2 separate regions of the Podarcis muralis genome follow, and region 1 is linked to region 2. The links are chromatin contacts, called in public Hi-C maps. All regions are on one chromosome and are shown on one strand. The core of a region is the stretch at or near the end of the contact, and the rest is flanking DNA. Distances in the headings are between cores, read along the strand shown.

The links. Hi-C and Micro-C count contacts between places; a contact is called where the count stands out from the background.
Region 1: a contact with region 2 is called in a Hi-C map of tail, with 5 times the contacts expected there. The contact joins the promoter of PGPEP1 here to the promoter of RAB8A in region 2. A contact is called at or near these places in 2 of 3 Hi-C or Micro-C datasets (blood and tail).

What each region holds. Positions count from the first base shown.
Region 1 is chr18:13,865,667-13,868,666 of rPodMur119.hap1.1, forward strand. It overlaps PGPEP1 (pyroglutamyl-peptidase I), which reads left to right and starts at 1,550. Exons shown (of 5, transcript XM_077921748.1): 1 at 1,550-1,675.
Region 2 is chr18:13,141,607-13,144,533 of rPodMur119.hap1.1, forward strand. It overlaps RAB8A (RAB8A, member RAS oncogene family), which reads right to left and starts at 1,394. Exons shown (of 8, transcript XM_077921970.1): 1 at 1,234-1,394; 2 at 335-395. The coding sequence starts at 1,357. It overlaps AP1M1 (adaptor related protein complex 1 subunit mu 1), which reads left to right and starts at 1,721. Exons shown (of 12, transcript XM_028713417.2): 1 at 1,721-1,889. The coding sequence starts at 1,848.

The DNA of each region.
Region 1 (3,000 bases), core at 300-2,799, 720 kb after region 2:
GGGGGGGGCAGAGGGGCCATAGAGGTAGGAGATGGGTAGAGGGGCCTCGGGGGGGGGGGCAGAGTGGCCATAGAGCTAGGAGAAGGGTAGAGGGGCCTCGGCGGGGGGGCAGAGTGGCCATAGAGCTAGGAGACGGGTAGAGAGGACTCGGGGGGGGGGCAGAGGGGCCATAGAGCTAGGAGAAGGGTAGAGGGGCCTCGGGTGGGGCAGCGTGGCCATAGAGCTAGGAGAAGGGTAGAGGGGCCTGGGGGGGGCAGAGTGGCCATAGAGCTAGGAGACGGGTAGAGGGGCCTCGGGGGGGGGGCAGAGTGGCCATAGAGCTAGGAGAGGGGTAGAGAGGCCTCGGCGGGGGGGCAGAGGGGCCATAGAGGTAGGAGATGGGTAGAGGGGCCTCGGGGGGGGGGCAGAGTGGCCATAGAGCTAGGAGAAGGGTAGAGGGGCCTCGGGGGGGGGCAGCGTGGCCATAGAGCTAGGAGACGGGTAGAGGGGCCTCGGGGGGGGGGGCAGAGTGGCCATAGAGCTAGGAGAAGGGTAGAGGGGCCTCGGGGGGGGGCAGCGTGGCCATAGAGGTAGGAGATGGGTAGAGGGGCCTCGGGGGGGGGCAGAGTGGCCATAGAGCTAGGAGAAGGGTAGAGGGGCCTCGGGGGGGGGCAGCGTGGCCATAGAGGTAGGAGATGGGTAGAGGGGCCTCGGGGGGGGGCAGCGTGGCCATAGAGCTAGGAGACGGGTAGACGGGCCGGGGGGGGGCAGAGTGGCCATAGAGCTAGGAGACGGGTAGAGGGGCCTGGGGGGGGCAGAGTGGCCATAGAGCTAGGAGAGGGGTAGAGAGGCCTCGGCGGGGGGGCAGAGGGGCCATAGAGGTAGGAGATGGGTAGAGGGGCCTCGGGGGGGGGGGCAGCGTGGCCATAGAGCTAGGAGACGGGTAGAGGGGCCTGGGGGGGGGGCAGAGTGGCTATAGAGCTAGGAAAAGGGTAGAGGGGCCTCGGGGGGGGCAGAGTGGCTATAGAGCTAGGAAAAGGGTAGAGGGGCCTCAGGGGCAGAATAGGGGGAAGATGGGAACACAGAGCTATGAAAAGGGTAGAGGGGTCTCAGGGGGCAGAATAGGGGGAAGATGGGAACACAGAGCTATGAAAAGGGTAGAGAGGCCTGAGAGGTAGGAAAGGGTAGAGGAGCCATAGAGCTAGGAAAATTCTAGAGGGGGTATCAGCGGTAAAATGGGGTAGAGGGGCCATAGAGCTATGAAAAGGGTAGAGGCGTCTCAGAGGTAGGAAAGGGGCAGAGGGGCCACAGAGCTAGAAAAAGGGTAGAGGGGTCTCAGAGCTATGAAAAGATAATTACACTAAGTCATCAATTTACAAAGGAATGATGTTTGGGAGTTGCTGGGAGCCGCTCTGGCCCTCCCCTCTCCATGGTGAAGCCGGAAAGAGGAAGCAGGAGGGGAGACCATCGAGAGGGCGCTCCGGTGCCGCTCTAGGCTTCCCTCTCGCCGCGTCCTCCTTGGGGCTCCGGGCGAGGGGGCGGGGCGGGGGGCGGTCACGTGGGGTGGGCGGGGCCTGGCCCGGAGGGGCGGGGCGCGGCGGGCTGGCTGGCTCAGTCGCCTCAAGTTGGCCGGGCAGGAGGGAGGCCGGCGGGGCAGGAGCCATGGAGAAGCCGCGGCGGCTGGTGGTGGTGACGGGTAAGGGCGGCCTGGAGCCAGAGGAGGGGGCCGGGCTCGGGTTTTTATGGGGGGGGGAATTCCTGAGGGGGGGAAGCATTTAAGGGCCGAACTTTGTCCCCCCTCGAAATGTGCCCCCCCACCTCCCGCGACCCCCGCCTCTGGTTCCCCCCGCCTTTGGTTCCCCCTCCCTCCGCCTTCCCAATAAACGAAAGTTCTGACTTGTCACTAACTTGCCATTTGTTTCTCTTCCTCTCCTCCACTTTTTTTTAATTAAAAAAATCCACTCTTGCCTCGTTTAATTAATGCTCAATGATTGGCCCCTCCCTCTTTAGACCCTTCCTCTCTTTTTCCTGTTCTTTCTTTTAAACTTAGCTCTTCTCACAATTCTAAATAAATAAGTAAATTTCCCGTTATGTGATTGAAGCAACAGCTTAATTAATGCTAATTAATTGGCCCCTCCCTCTCTCGAGCCTTCCTCTCTTTCCTGATTTTTTTTAACTTAACTCTTCACAAAATTAAGGAAAAAGAAAGAAAGAAATGGTGTGGTTTCCCGTTATGTGATTGAAGAAGCAAGTTTAATTAATGCTAATTAATTGGCCCCTCCCTCTTTAGATCCTTCCTCTCTTTTTCCTTTTTTCAAAAACTTAACTCTTCTCAAAATTAATAATAAATAAACGCTGTGCTTTCCCGTTATGTGACTGCAGAAGCAACAGTCAGCCCCACCCAACAGAGCCCTCTTAGGATTAAACTCTTCCTTTTTTTCCATCCCCCTTTCTTTCTGCTGCTGCTCCAGCCCTTTCAACTCCCCTCCCCTGAATCATCTCCCTGAAATCATCTCTCCTTCCCTCTTACTCATTTTCTTTTGACCCTTCCCCTGAATGCCTTCTCTCCTTCCAGCCTTTCCAAAGCTCCTCCTCCTTAACCCCCCCCCCCAAATAACTATATTTATCATTGCCTCATTCGAATTGTTACCTACTGAAATTTTAAACCAGATCTTCTGGGAAAGTGGCGTGAAGGGTGGTTTGGGGGGGGGGGGACAGGAGAAGAAGGTTCCTAGTTGTGCTTTTGTGAAAGTAATCCCTGGGCAATTTAGGGCGATTGTGTGAAAATTATGTTGTATGTGTGGTTGAGCAAAGCTCTTTTCGTTGTGTGTTATTGAGGGGGGGGTGTCCTCTTGGCTAACATTCATAAATTATTATTTTTATTAACAATAAAGGCGCAGTGTTACTGACACCATTTTAAGGTGGCATATAAACAGTCAGGTTTTTCTGTTTGTGTGTTGGAAGAAAATCAGATTCCCGTTGTCCTGCTCTGTGTTTCAAGGCTAGCTTAACTTGCCCTGG
Region 2 (2,927 bases), core at 144-2,643:
GAAGAGAAATGACGACAACAGCCAGGCAGGGCCTCCGCTGCCTTGCCCTCAAGTTACGCTGGCCGAGAAGCTCTAGCGTGGGGTAAAAGGCCCGCCGTGCCGGGAGAAGGCCCAGGAGGTTAGTGTGCTGCTGCGCCATTTTGGGATGTTCTGCGTTCTTCCCGCCGTGGCAGCAACATAAGCTGTGCCACTGCTCTGCCATCACAGTGGCCTTGTCAGGGATCATCTGTAGGGCTGCCACCCATGTCAGGGTGGCAGCCCCTTCCTCGTAGGAGTCTCAGGAACACGCACCCCCCCAACAAACTGGAAAGGATAATTTCCTGGGCTGCCTTACCAGATCTGCAGCTTAATCTTCTTGCCATCAAGCTCAATCGTCCTGATCTTGAAATCGATTCCTGCACAGAGAAGACCACCCGCCAGTTAACAGGTGGCACTTGACAGCTGACAATTATTAAAAAGGTAAAGGGAACCCTGACCATTAGGTCCAGTCGTGGCTGACTCTGGGGTTGCGGCGCTCATCTCGCTTTATTGGCCGAGGGAGCCGGTGTACAGCTTCTGGGTCATGTGGCCAGCAGGACTAAGCCGCTACTGGCGAACCAGAGCAGAAACGCCATTTGCCTTCCCGCCGGAGCGGGACCTATTTAGCTACTTGCACTTTGACGTGCTTTCGAACTGCTAGGTGGGCAGGAGCAGGGACCGAGCAACGGGAGCTCACCCCGTCATGGCGGGGATTCGAACTGCCAACCTTCTGATCGGCAAGTCCTAGGCTCTGTGGTTTAACCCACAGCGCCACATATTAAGCTCTCCGTCTCCTTTTTTGCTGCCCCCTGGAACTCCGTTTATTTTCCTCCCGTCTTTCCCCACAAGGCTGCCCCCCCCCCGCACTTTGCATGCCAGCCCCAGAGGTGTTTCCCGCACCGTCAGCTGCATTATTATTGTTATTATTATTATTATTATTATTATGGGGTGTCAGCTGCATTATTATTCTTTTGGGGGGTGTCAGCTACAGGCTATGATTATTGTTATTATTAGGGGGTGTCAGTTGCAGGCTATTATTATTATCTTGGGGGGATGTCAGGTGCATTATAATTCTTTTGGGGGGCGTCAGCTGGAGCCTTCCCCCCCCTTCCGGGTCCTCCCACCAACCCCGCGAGGTCGGCCTGCCATCTCGGGGGGGGGGAGGGGGCGCTCCGCGGTTGCCATGGCGACGGAGAGGGGCGGGGGCCGGCGCACCGATGGTGGAGATGAAGGTGGCGTTGAAGGCGTCCTCGCTGAAGCGGAAGAGCGCGCACGTCTTCCCCACCCCGGAGTCGCCGATCAGCAGCAGCTTGAAGAGGTAGTCGTAGGTCTTCGCCATGTTCCTCAGGCCGGGAAGCGGCGGCCGCGGGTGGCGATAGGCCCGCGGGGCTGCCCGTCCGCGGGGCGGGGAGGCTCCCATTGGAGGAGGCCGGCGGAACTCCCGCCTCCGGCCGAGGCCCGGCGATCCCATTGGTGCCACGTCAGCAACCTCCGTTGGAGGCGACGTCATGACGCGTGCGCTGCGAAAGAGGGAGAGCGCCGCTCTAGCCTCTACGTCACGACGAGCGCGACGAAAAAGAGAGAGGGACGCTCTAAGTCCACGTCATGATGCGCGCGCCGAAAGAGCAAGAGGGAGAGCGCCGCTGTAATAGCTACGTCACGACCCGCGCGCCGGAAGAGAGCGCCGCTCTAGCCCGCGCGCGTCGTTGGTGCGGCCTCTCCGGCTCCGAAGCGGGGAAGCGGCGCCTGGGAGCTCGCCGAGGCCGCTGCTGCTGCCGCCCGGGAGGGGTCGCCTGTGGGCCTCCCCGCCCCCCTCCGAGCGCCTCGCCATGTCCGCCAGCGCCGTCTACGTGCTGGACCTCAAAGGGAAGGTGAGCCTCCCTGGGCAGGAGCAGTCTACCCGCCTCCGCCTGACAGGAAAAAGCGGGGGGGGGAGGGGCCGGGGAGGGGGTTCCTTCAGTGGGGGGGGTGTCCAGTGGGACTCCCCCCCCCCCCAAGGGATGAGCAGAGGAAAAGGGAATTATAATAATAATTTATTATCTATACCCCGCCCATCTGGCTGGGTTTCCTCAGGCTTCCAACAAAACACTAAAATACAATAGCCTATTAAACATTAAAAGCTTCCCTAAACTGGGCTGCCTTCAGACTCTAAAAGTTTGGTACAGTGCTACCTCGGGTTACAGATGCTTCAGGTTACACAGGCTTCAGGTTACAGACTCCGCTAACCCAGAAATAGTACCTCAGGTTCAGAACTTTGCTTCAGGATGAGAATAGAAATTGTGCTCCGGCGGCGCGGCAGCAGCAGGAGGCCCCATTAGCTAAAGTGGTGCTTCAGGTTAAGGACAGTTTCAGGATAAGAACGGACCTCCGGAACGAATTAAGTACTTAACCCGAGGTACCACTGTAGTTGTTTTTCTCTTTGACATCTGCTGGGAGGGCGTTCCACAGGGTGGGTGCCACCACGGAGAAGGCCCTCTGCCTGGTTCCCTGTAACCTCACTTCTTGCAGGGAGGGAACCACCAGAAGGCCCTCGGCGCTGGATCTCAGTATCAGGGCTGGACGATGGGGGTGGAGACGCTCCTTCAGGGATACTGGACCGAGGAATGGAGCCTCTCTAGCCAAAAGCAGCCCACCTGTCCAGGACTCGGAAGGCAGCCCTGTCACGTCTGAAAGGCTTGATGTTTGGTTACCTTTTTTATATACATAAGCCACCCAGAGTGACAGATGACAGATGGGCGGGTTGAAATAATAAAATTAGGATGATACGGGGTCGGAAGCTGCACCAGGGTGGCTGGGGTATAAATAATAATAAAATAATATCAGTATTATTATATCAGTATTTGTTTAGGGAAGCTCTTCATGTTTAATAGTGTTTTATTGGAAGCCGCCCAGAGTGGCTGGGGAAACTC